2 separate regions of the Triticum aestivum genome follow, and region 2 is linked to region 1. A link is a contact called in public Hi-C data. All regions are on one chromosome and are shown on one strand. Each heading gives the region's core, a stretch centred on a gene start, on an enhancer-like site or on the middle of the called end of the contact. The rest is flanking DNA. Distances are from core to core; before and after follow the strand shown. Region 1 has its middle 58 kb from the start of LOC123104084. Region 2 holds the start of LOC123104085 (probable E3 ubiquitin-protein ligase XERICO).

Region 1 (6,527 bases), core at 4,005-6,504:
TCTAGTTGGCCAAACCAAACGGATAATTCGAAGAGACTTTCAAAGATAACTCAATCATACATAAAAGAATTCAGAGAAGATTCAAATATTATTCATAGATAAGTTGGATCATAAACCCACAATTCATCGGTCTCAACAAACACACCGCAAAAAGAAGATTACATCGAATAGATCTCCACGAGAGAGGGGGAGAACATTGTATTGAGATCCAAAAGGAGAGAAGAAGCCATCTAGCTACTAGCTATGGACCCGAAGGTCTGAAGTAAACTACTCGCACTTCATCGGAAGGGCTATGGTGTTGATGTAGAAGCCCTCCGTGATGGATGCCCTCTCCGACGGAGCTCCGCAACAGGCCCCAAGATGGGATCTCATGGATACAGGAAGTTGCGGCGGTGTAATTAGGTTTTTGGCTCCGTCTTTGGTCTAATGGGGGTACGTAGGTATATATAGGAGGAAGGAGCACGTTGGTGGAGCTCCGAGGGGCCCACGAGGCAGGGGGGCACGCCCAGGGGGGCGCCCTCCACCCTCGTGACCTCCCCGGAGACTTCTTGGAGTAGGGTCCAAGTCTCCTGGATCACGTTAGGTGAGAAGATCATGTTCCCGAAGGTTTCATTCCGTTTGGACTCCGTTTGATATTATGTTTCCTCGAAATACTGAAATAGGCAAAAAAACAGCAATTCTGGGTTGGGCCTCCGGTTAATAGGTTAGTCCCAAAAATAATATAAAAGTGGAAAATAAAGCCCAATATAGTCCAAAACAGTAAATAAAGTAGCATGGAGCAATCAAAAATTATAGATACGTTGGAGACGTATCATTGCCCTGTCGGCCTTCTCCGACCATCCTCATCGGCTTCGTCCAGTCGTGGTTGCCATCCATAATCAGTCCGTGAGCCATCAGCTACAAGTTACAACCAACGAGCTTCTCGATTCCCATCATACAGCCTCTCAACGCCTCCCCCCTTGGCCCGTCATGGAGCAATACAATCTGGGCGGCGCGCCGTGCATTGGGAGAGGAAGAAGAGGGGTTGTTTTCAACTGGGCTATGCTTGCATCTACTGTACTCTTTTATTTACTCATGTATCTCATGTTCTGTCAATCAACATCACCAGGGCCTTCGGAATTTGTGGGCTTTCATATCAATGTGCAAGATGAGCTCTTCTATTATTGTTGTCAAGTAAGGCATGACTCTTTCCCTATTTCTTATTGATCATGGAATCCGAAGGTCAATGTTGTTATTGATATATTACACTTGATCTTGAATCACTAACCAATTAGGTTAACCACTACATGTTAGGATAAAATGATCTATTCTGTTGCAGTTCATTCAGATTTGTGAATTGGGTTTATTCTATTGCACTTTCGAGAAGTTTTGTCTATACTTCCGGGAGGAGTGTTCTATTCAGGTCTATTATCCGCCGAACCTGCCAATATTGTGTTAATGAAGACAACACAGTGAGTGAAGTATACGGTTTATTTAAGTTCAGCAAATGTGTCGAAGATTACCCTTCACATCAGAGTCCTTGCGACATCCATGGTGATGGGTCATGCTCCTTTTATATTCACAGTTATTTGGTTTTCTTTCCATTTGTCTCAGACAATTGTTGATTGCCAATATATATGTCTTCGTTTTTCTCATGATTTTCAGTAATAGGATTGATGTGTAAATAGCTCGACCATGATAAAAGATCAATGCTCAAATTCATCTGCAATCAGAGGGACCATTTTACACGATTATGCTTCTATTTTCAGCAAGATTTGGTAATGATATGAGATGGGCACTTTCCTCGATACTCTCAAGAATTATAGATCTGTTATGTTATTTTGTCCCATAATGTCTCTTCGCTTTTAGGTATAAAAATGACTTTTTTCTTTCTGAAATATGAAAATGCATCATGGCTGACCATGTATTGTAATTTTTGCGCATCCTAGGAACTGAAAAGATGAAAGATCAAATTTATCCTAGCAACGCGCGGGGCGTTATCTAGTTAGTTTTATATTTCGCCAAATGTATAGTGAACGTCTACTTTAGATAGATAAAAAAGTAATGTTTAAGAGATAGCATTGTATGGCCGGCGTCCGACCGGATGTCCACAGACATTGAAGGTCGTATGTTTGAGGTCTAGAGGGTATCTTCAAGGGCAAATCTTAAATGAACACTCTCAAATGCACGCGCACAGTAGGGCAAATGCCGATCATGCAACCATATCACTTAGAAATTCCCTACTTTTATAATGGAGAGAGAAGAGCGTGACGCATACGCAATGGAACTCAAAAAAAGGAGAGGATAAGAACAAATCAGCAGCTGAAATGTTTAGAAAAGGTTTGGCTTCAGTCTCTTTTAGGAGAACTCTATATGGAGACTCCTTGGAATTATGGAGTAATATTAGAGAGTCTTGTGAGGGGGTGGTGTTGAATTAAAATAGAGGCAGAATAAAATGGTCTTTAACAAATGGTATTTACAATGTTAAGTCCTATTATAGATACATGATAGAGAATGGGGTAAAATACCCACACAACTTCATGTGGAAAACAAAAAAGCTTCCAGAGTGAAAGTTTTTATGTGGCTGGTGTTGAGAAAGGGCATTTTGACCAAAGATAATTTGTTGAGGAGAGGGTGGAAAGGAGAAAAGAAATGCCCTTTCTGCTTGCATGATGAAAGCATTGATCACTTGTTTTTTGGATGTCATGTGGCTAATTTTTTATGGAATATTGTTAAGTATACTTTTGACTTACGAAATATTCCTGATAATATAAATGACTTGTTTAACAATTGGCTTAAGAAAAAATTTGAAGCGAAGGCAAAAGATTTGCCTCATCGATTAATTAAGAAGAAGAGAATTGCCCAGTTAATTAACGAAAAATCGGGCGAAAACCGATACATATAGACGACATGCGGACTAATCGCTAAGAAAGAAACTCCATGATGCCACGGTCAACCCAACAAACATACATAACATGCAACAACCACAAACCCTCGCAGAATGACGTCGAAACGAAACCCTCAACAAAACCACCGAACACCCACCAAATCCACGAGTCAATCGAAGATGGATGACGAAAAGACGGAGCATCCTCCATTAAGCAGCCGCGGACGCCTTCCTACTGACGTCACTCTTCTTGCCTATGTTCCTGATAACCTTCTTCACCTTCTTCATTTTGCCCGTAGAAACCTCCTCCGCTAGGAGGCAAGCAATCGTCTTGGCAGACCTAGGACAAGCTGCATCCAAGCCGGTGAGCAAGCGGCCAAGCCTTTTCATGAAGACCACCTCGTCAATGCATGCCAACATAGCATCACGGTCAAAGATGGGAGACCGGACGGGCTTCGGCGCCTCAGCAACAGGTGCAAAACCACCTACCTCATCAACCTCAGCACCAACAAATGCCACCGGGCCAACAACCTCAGGTGAGAGAGCAGCAACAGCAACCGCCAAACCTCCAAGGTCCACAAAGGTGAGCACCTGACTCGGCTCCAATGAAGACAATGAGGTCGCAGTCGGCATCGCCAAGTCCCCTCTAAGAGACCCCATCTCCTTAGGAAGCACCATCGAAATAGGCGAAGTGGGCTTCCCACAGAGCTTCTAAAGCTCAGGCATAATCTGCAGCATCGGAGCCACGACCTCAACAATGACTTCACTTCTGGAAGCAATCGGCACGACAGGCAGCGGCAACTGACATGTTGTAACACGAGGGGAGAGATCTCCATACATGCTAGCTTCCCCATCGGCAGAGCCAACCTGGATCTCGGGCAGCAAGGACACATCATGTACAACCCCAATCTGAAGCTCATGTAGCGAAGACACATCCGGCACCGCCTCTAGTTTGGAAAGAGTGGCCTCCGCCCTCCCCAAAACACTGTCGGCACACGCAAGGCAGTCGCGAAGCTCAGTGCGAAGCATCTCGGTCTCCTCCACCAACCCGACTTAATCAGCCGAAACAGACCGGAACTGCACATCTATCATGGAGACATCACCGGTGGATGCAGGCGATGGAGCATGACATTGGAGCAGCGAAGCTTGATGGACAGGCTTCTTAGCACGACAGAAGCGAGCGATAGGTCCAAATCGAAGGCAGACAGTGCATCGGATTGGATCCCTGCAGGAGTGTGCGTGATGACCTCGACAGAGACACCAGAAACACCTGTCTCACAGCCACGCTGGAGGGGAATGCCGCACATTGATGGAAGGGCGACGAAAAGTTGTAGGGGGCGGCGAACGGCGTCCCTTGGAGACAGTCTGCTATCCCCAAGCTCACACTCGAGAACATCAGATGCCTCATAATAAAGAAAAAGATCTGATAACAGTTGGCATCTCTGCCATATTTTGGACAATTTGGAAATTGAGGAATAGTTTTGTGTTTGATAACAACGGGATCTCTGATCCTTGTGTTCCTATAAATCTTATTATCAAAAGGCTTTATGAATGATTTGTGTTGTAGATAAACCCCGAAAACAGAAGGGTAGTGGATGAGGGCGCAAGAAGAATTGAAGCATTGGCTAGAGAGGTTTTCAAGGCGACTCTGGGATGGAGGGCGAAGCGTAGGATTGCGGCCTGCTGACAGCCATACTCCCCCGGGCTTACCTATCCTTCTCGTCGTTACTTCTTCTCGTCAGGAACTGCATCGTTCTCAAGGAATTTGTTTGCTTTTGCTGGTGCAGGAGACCCCGGTTTGTGGGAGTACCAGAATGGATTTGCCTCTATTTTGCGGGCTTTTTATTTCTAGTACTCCCTCTGTTGTATAATATAAGACGGTTTTCAGCACTACATTGTTGTAAAAAAAACGTCTTACAATATGAGACGGGGAGTAGTTTGTATCGAACATTATGGTTCCTGATAATGAAAATCGGAGAGAGCGCTCTCTTTTTGAAAAGAAAAAAAAGCGCCGCTACCGCACAAGGTTTTGCATGCGTCTGGTGCTTGGACGCCAGGGACAGAAACAGTAGCAGAGAAAAGGTGTTTTTTGCACTGGTGAGGTGGGGTGGCGTCCCGTTTTGTGGGTGGAGATTATGCAGGTCGATCGTAGCTCGGTTGCATGCAGCGGCAGCACGAGCAGCACCGCTTTGGCCCCGATTGTGTGGACGGCCTGGCTGCCCGCCTGAGCCGCCCATTCTTGTGGCTCTTGGTAGCTAGCCAGCTAGCAGGAGTAGCAGCGATCGTCGTTGTCGAGCCAAGTTTGCCGTGACGTCGGGTTCATCCGCGACTTCTCCGGCAGTAGCCTGACCGCCCGTGTGTGTGCGCGCGTGTGCTGCATGCCGCGGCGCGGCGTGATGATAAACATGCCAAATACCAGTAGTATACAGTGTGGTATGGCCGTCGATCTCATCTGCATATCTGATCCGGAGCAAGCCAAAACGCCTTTTGGGGCCTCGTTCCTTCACCCGTTCTCCATGTGTGAAATTGAACGTACGGCCAAGAATCGATCGAGGGAGTGTCTAGTCTAGCCCCCCCCCCCCCCCCCCCCCCCCCCCCAAACTGAAACTAATTTCATTAACTCTGGAAATATATATGAATTGTGGAGGTGTTCGTTTCAAAAAAAAAATGATGGAGGTGCCGACGTGCTGTCTACTGTCTCGGGTCGACGCAACGCCTGGATCCATCTGTGCAAGCCTCGCGTCTGTCCGCGCGTGGTTAGAATGCGGCACACAGGATATACATACATTCGTCAGATTCAGATATGCGTGCCGGGTTCAGCCGGAGGAGGAACTCCCCATGCTGGCGTTAGCTGTTAAGTTTCTGGACTTGCTCGTCAGCTGCTCCGGACTCCTCCACACACAGGCAGCAACCAGCTGTATCATCAGGTGACCTATCTACTACCACACATCATGCAAGCTACAGTCGGTCAGTCAATTAGACAGTCAGAAATGTTCGGCGACTTGAGAGATAAAGATGCACATGCCGGACATGCAGCTACGACTACGAGAACGGCCACGCAGCAGAGCAACTAGGCAGGCGCCTTGGCTGCACACAGCCAGGGAGGAAATCAAATCATGGCGATGGCGCTCCACTCCGCCAGCGCCAACCTCGATCGCGGAGAGAGCATGGCACGCATAATTGCATTGCTCATGCGTTAGAATTCGGCAGATGCCCGAGAGTTTTCGAAAAATATCTACAGGTTGGCGAAAAGAAGGGTCAGGAAGCTAGCAGATACACAGTCCGATGCAATGGGAATGAAAGAAAATGTGAAGGTCGTGCGGTGCCTCACTGTAGGTCGTCGGTCGCCCCCGGCGCGAGTGCTCCCCCGATCGGTGCTCGTCCTCTCATGATGCCCCTTCTACGGTCTCGGTGATAGCCAGTGTTGGAAATATGAGCAAATTACTATAAGATTTAATCCGAATAAACAAAAGATAAATCATGATTACAGTAACAGAGATTAAACTAATCGTGTGAACTAGTATAGCAGATGAATAGATCACAGTTTGATTATCACAGTTCATCAGGATAGGGATATTGGTTTTTCAACCATAGGTAAGTCCATCAAGAGTTCACGAAGCCACTCTACTTCAACAGTGGCAATGTCCAATGCTATGAGTTC
Region 2 (6,018 bases), core at 771-3,270, 220 kb before region 1:
TGTTTAGGCCGTGGATCGAGCCGTGCCGTGCGAGCGCGAGTGCGATGCTACGCGGCACGGCTCTCGCCGTAGGGGGCGCGCCCCGGCCACAGGAATCCTCCTGCCCTTCGCTGTCGCCGGTCGAGCGAAATGTTACTGTTACGAGGCATGATCATGCATTGTAGTCGTCAATTCGCTACGTAAACATGCACCCCACACGTTTTGGTTGTGCTTCCGTGCCGTGGTCTCTGGACGGTGCGCCTGTGAGCAGATTTTTTAAATTGTTTTCGGCAATAGAAAACCTCGCTAAGGATCCGAAAAATTCGATTTTCTCTGACATGCGTGCCTGTCGCTAATGGCTGTGCTTGGGTGTCGCCATCGGTGGAGTAGTAAATGAAGATATCGGTCGATCTCAGTTTGGGCGAGGACGGTGCGCGTGTGAACAGAATTCCCCATTAAACTTTCGGTGAAACCTTTGTATATGAACCGACAGAGCAACGCGCCATTTGAAAACTCCAACGGCTTAGCTAGTTAGCCGCGCAGGTCAACAGGCCGTTCGTGGTCAAGTTCAGACGCAACACAAATACTTGAGCTGCACGTACCCGTCAAAAAGAAAAAAAGAAAAAACTTGAGCTGCACGTACCCGTCAAAAAGAAAAAAAGAAAAAACTTGAGCTGCACGTACTACGTACTACTACTAGTAGCAGTCAAGCTAGCCCAACCGGACCGTCTTCAGTTTTTAATTTTGGCGAGAGAAACGCCGAGCTCCGTTGATTAGTCCGATGGATGGATTACTGTCGACGGGCACGTAACACAAACAAGTACTCCCAGTACAGTACTGTAGTCGGTAGCTTGCCAGGCAACTTTCATCGACGGACCGGCGGCACCCCAACGAAAAATGATTAGGTGCGTTCCACCGAGACTTTTCCCCATGGCAAGCAATTACGCAAAGCAGCCGCTGCCCACTGGTGTGCCTAGTGGTCAAGCCAAGAACCTCCGCGTCCATCGCGGCCGGCCGGCACCCACGGGCAGTACACGGGTCGCCGGAGGCACCCTGGAGGGCGGGGCACCGGACCTGGCGGCCGCGCGTCCGTCCGCCGAGCCTGAACGGCCGAGCCGCAGCGCCCGTGGCCGCGCCGGTCGCCGTCTCTCGCGTCCCTGTCTCGCGCGTCCAAGACTGGTCGCGCCCGTAACTGCGTCGACGGGGAGGGGACGTGGTGCTAGTGCAGTGGCGTACGTACCAGGAGATCGATTCCCGCTCGGTGCACGGGCTGACCGTGACCGGCCGGGCGTCGGGTCGGGGTCGGTTCGACCGGCCGGCCGCAGTCGTGCAGGCACGGCAACCCGATCGGCGAGCTGATCCGAACCATTCCTGCAGAATCGGAAGGAAATACTAGTACTGCTTCCAAAACAAAAGATTCGGGGAAAAAAATCCCGTGTCTTTTCAACTGAAATGAGGCTGCGATAATGTCTTCCGAGTCAAGCACGTCACGGTTCGGAGCGGATAAATGGCAGGAATCGTGCTGAGCCGCTTACGTTCGGTAGGCCGAATTGAATTCCCTTTCGCCCTCACCTTTCTGATATGGATCTGTCGGAGCCAATCGGCCTCGCCAATCGCGCCCGACGATTTTCTTCCGGGAGGGCGCACTGTCCCGTGACAGTGAGATCGGTCGCTCGACGTTGTACCGTCTCGTCGCCGGTGCGGTGCACTGCACGTGCTACTACAAATGGGTCCACCGGGTCTTGGATCGGCCGGCCCAAATAATTGGCCTCAGGAACCATGCACGCATTATTGGGCGCCACGAACCGAACCAGAGCGGGGAATTATTGGGCGCCCACGATCGAACCGCACCGCACCGCATGTGGGGTGTCCCCCCCTCCTCCCCCTCTGGGATGAGATCGGGCGTCCGTCGCGCGGATCCGACGGCGGCGGGCTGCCGAACACGGGTCGCGGTGCACCACCCGAACGAGATGGGATGGATAGGGAGGTGACACCAGCAGCCCCCGGGCCGGCTATAAATGCGCCCACCCCGACTCCCCCTCCCTCCCTCACTGTATCCATCCCACCACACCCACACCGCACCGCTCCCTCGCCCAGACCACCCCGAAAGAAGGCGCAAATTGCAGACGGGTCCCCGGATCGATCCCCATTCCTCCTCCAGGCCGCCGCGATGGGCATCTCCAGCATGCCGGCGCCCAAGGAGAGCCTCCTGATCTACCTGCTCTACCACGCCGTCGTCTCGATCGCCGCCCTGGCGGGCCTCCTCCGCGCCGCGCTCGTCTTCCTCGGCCTGCCCGCGCCGCCCTCGCTGCTGGCCGGGGAGGACGCCGACGGCGCCGACCAGCTCACGGCCGCCACCCCGGCGGGCCCCAGCCTGGCCGAGAGGTTCAGGAGCAGGTTCCGCCCCGCGCGGTTCGGCCGGAGGCGGGGCGCGGCGGCCTCGCCGACGCCCGACTGCCGCGTCTGCCTTGTTCGCTTCGAGGCGGACGCCGTGGTGAACCGCCTGCCCTGTGGCCACCTCTTCCACCGCGCCTGCCTCGAGACCTGGCTGGACTACGACCACGCCACCTGCCCGCTCTGCCGCTCCCGGCTCCTCCCGGCCGCCACCACCGCCGCCGACGAGTCGTGGTCGCCGCCGGCCCCCACCCTGACGGCCTGGATTTAGGGACGAGTGGAGGGAAGAGAAGAGAGAGATTCGCCCCGTCGCGTCGCCCCCGGCTATGTGCTAGCTCCGTGTGTGGCCTCTCCGTGTGCGCGTAGGAATTTAGATGGATCCTAGCAGAGGGCTCTTATGCCCCTCGCCTTTCGCATTTGCCTTTTGGTTTCGTTTTCTGTACGCCTCGTGCCATCGCTGTACCCTGTAAATATTTTTCAGCAGAGAGCGCTCCCACCGGGTGTAGCGCTTTGTGTGATGAGAAATCTGTGTACGGCTCTCGGCTTTTTTTACGAGAAACGGAAAATTGATGGAACAAGGATTGTGTGTCTTATGAACACCAGAGGGCCGGTGTTCTTGCTTGCCTCTTGGATGCCCCTAGCTTGTCTCTCCAGATATTTGTGGAGAAAGTTACTATTTTTTTCTTCTTATTTTACTCTTTCCATGTATGCCGTTGTACTAGCTAATCTCAACAAGTGTTTCTGAAATCGGAGCAAGAAACCACCAATTATTAAAACACGATAGTTATTAAACCTGATCAATGATCAATAAGACGGTGCTATTCGGGTACTTTCTGGTGGCGTTTATTAAATCAGATCAAGAAACAACTAGTACTACTACCAATTTTTACAAAGTGTTCATTAAACCAGATGAAGAAACCACTAAAAAGCAATCGCTACTGGTGTTTATTAATCCGGATCAAGAAACCACTACTATTCAATCGGGTAATTTCTAGAGTTAAATAAACCAGATGAAGAAACCAGCACTACAATTCGGGTAAATTCTCCGAGGCTCCAAACAAACGGCGAGGGAATCTGCACTAATCAGGAGTATAAAACCAGTAGGGTTGTTGGTTGAGTGATCGATTGTTTTTGGGGGGTGGCGTTGCGGGTATCCCCGGAGCAATTAGGCAGGGGAGACAAGGCGCTGAAAGGCACGGCAACGGCAGCGGATTGTTTATGCGGGCGGGGGCGGGTCACATGGATTACGGATACGTGCTTATCAACGTGGCCCCACTTGGCTGCGTCCGCATCGCCCATGGCACATGCCGCCAATTTTGGGCGTCCCTCCATCGGCTCCTTGTCGTCACGGCCAAGGTACCTTTTTGTTATGCTTTTTCGCCCCTTGCGCTGCAACCCCATCCATGTTTTTTCTTTATAAATGGAATGCATGTTTTTTTACTTGAGAGAAAAGCCATGTTTTTAGTCTATCCTCAAAAGTCATTTCTATGGTTAGATGGTTCGAGGGATTGTGGTATGCCCGACCCACCAGAGTTCAAGTACTCGCATTATTCCTGGATTTATTTCAGGATTTCTGAGGGCTCATGCAACCAGACTTTACATAAGTTCTATGAAACGCCTAGCTTAGCTAATGCATGCGCCACACCATTCGCCAAGCGTCGAAACCAGCTAATCCTTCATTGCAGGCGCGCCTCCAGAAGCATCTTAACCTCTTCAATCACAGGCCCCAACACTGTTAGATTTTTCTCCTTGCTCCGAATCTTACTCACCACTTCTTTGCAATCCATTTCAATGTGCAGATTATTTACATTCAGCTCGTCCGCAACCAGCACTGCCCTTCGACAGGATTGTAGCTCCATCGTTGCTGGATCAGTACAGTGAGGCATATATTGACAGGCACGAGCAAGAAACGCTCCTTCATGGTTCCTAAGGACAATGCCTCCTCGCCCTCTATCTCCCATCTTGGACGTTGCACCGTCAACATTCGCTTTCACCCAGTTCACTTCTGGTGTTTCCCACTTCTGCACAGGTGTAACATTCGCGGCCTTACTGACTCTCCCATTTACAGCCTGCGATACTTCCATGGCCCGAATGACTGAGCGAGCTATATCTGCCGCTTCTTCTATCTTCTTCCCTTCCCTTGCATTATTTCTAGCGAGCCAAAGCCCGTACAGCCCCTGTACCATGCTCGCGTTCTCATCATCTGAAGCATCTGCGATCCAGGACAAGATCTAGTTCGAGAGGTCACCCTGGGAGCAAGCTGTGACTAGTGGGATCGTCACCGGAACTCCCAATTCCCAGTGTAACACCTTCCAAAACTTTGCTGAATGAAAACAACCCCAGAACCTGTGATAATTCGTCAGTTCGCGTCCTCAGCCCACACAGAATACCCCCGCTTTGATTTTCCGTCTCTGAAGTTCAGAACCTACAACAAGTCCATTCCTTATCAGCCACCATACATGTATATAAACCTTTTGAGGGGCTACAGTATCCCAAAGACTTAGGCTTTGTGATTGGCCACCGTCGACAAGTTCTCCGGCCGTTCGGATTTGAGTTTTTTCTGCGCCATCCTAAGATGATATGCTGACCTGACCGTGAACACCCCGTTCTTTGTGGAATTCCAAGCTAGGTAATCCTCCACACCTGGTCCCGCTATCTGTATTTGCATTATTTCTTGTGCTTCATCCGCGGGAAACATCTCCTGTACCTTAAGAGGACCCCAGGTTGTGCCATGCGCATTCAGCAAGTCACTAACCCGGTTTACCCCATGAATATAGTTCTGGCCCAGTGGCGTCAAACTACCCTTTCGGGGAACCCAATTATCGTGGTGGATTCTAATCTTACTTCCATCTCCTATCCTCCATATGAGTCCGTCCAGCAATAGGTTTCGGCCATGAATAATACTTCTGAATGTATAAGAACCGCCTCCAGGGCAAGTAGCATTAATAATAGAGCCTTCTAAGAAGTACCTTGCTTTTAGCACCCTCGCACACAATGACATGGGGTTCTGTGACATGCGCCAGGCCTGTTTCGCGAGCATAGCTTGGTTGAAAGCCTCTAGATCTCTAAACCCAAGTCCTCCTTCATGCTTCCTAATGCACATCTTATCCCAGGCAATCCAGTGCACCTTCGTTACACCATTAACTGTGCCCCACCAGAAGTTAGAAGAGATCTATGACAGGTTCCGGCATATTTTCTTTGTGAGTTGAAAACATCTCATGGTGCATGTTGGGGTGGACTGAAGACCAAACTTCACTAGCACTTACCTTGCTTTCTTAGAGAGACCTCGACCCTTCCATCCTACAACTTTCTTGCCCGTGCTCTCTCTAACGTACTTAAACGTCCCCTCTTTATGCTTGCCTACCACCGTGGGCAGCCCCAAATACCTCTCGCCCAATGCTTTCGAAGAAATACCCACCATTTGTTTTAGCAATGCTTTGTCCTCATCAGATGTCCCCTTACCAAAGAAGATAGCCGATTTTTGCAAGTTCACTTTCTGGCCAAAAGTAACCTCATAGTCCTGTAAGATAGCCCGGAGCACATCAAAACTCTCTTTGGAGCCCTCCAAAAATACCACACTATCGTCCCAAAAATAAGGTGAGTTACAACGGGGCCAATGCTCCCGAACGAAACACCTTTAATATT

The links. A called contact is a pair of places that touch in the nucleus more often than the background predicts.
Region 2: a contact with region 1 is called in a Hi-C map of leaf, with 3 times the contacts expected there. The contact joins the promoter of LOC123104085 here to the enhancer-like site in region 1. A contact is called at or near these places in 2 of 5 Hi-C or Micro-C datasets (both in leaf).

Annotation. Positions count from the first base shown.
Region 1 is chr5A:470,126,873-470,133,399 of IWGSC CS RefSeq v2.1, reverse strand. No RefSeq gene overlaps it. Among protein-coding and RNA genes, the nearest start is that of LOC123104084, 58 kb to the right of the region's middle. Within about 2 kb of position 5,254, at least 1 of the 8 cell types and tissues checked has an H3K27ac peak or open chromatin away from gene starts, as enhancers often do. A contact at or near this core is called in leaf, where this site is marked.
Region 2 is chr5A:470,349,030-470,355,047 of IWGSC CS RefSeq v2.1, reverse strand. LOC123104085 (probable E3 ubiquitin-protein ligase XERICO) reads left to right here and starts at 2,020. Exons shown (of 1, transcript XM_044525810.1): 1 at 2,020-2,951. The coding sequence starts at 2,150. The coding sequence ends at 2,644.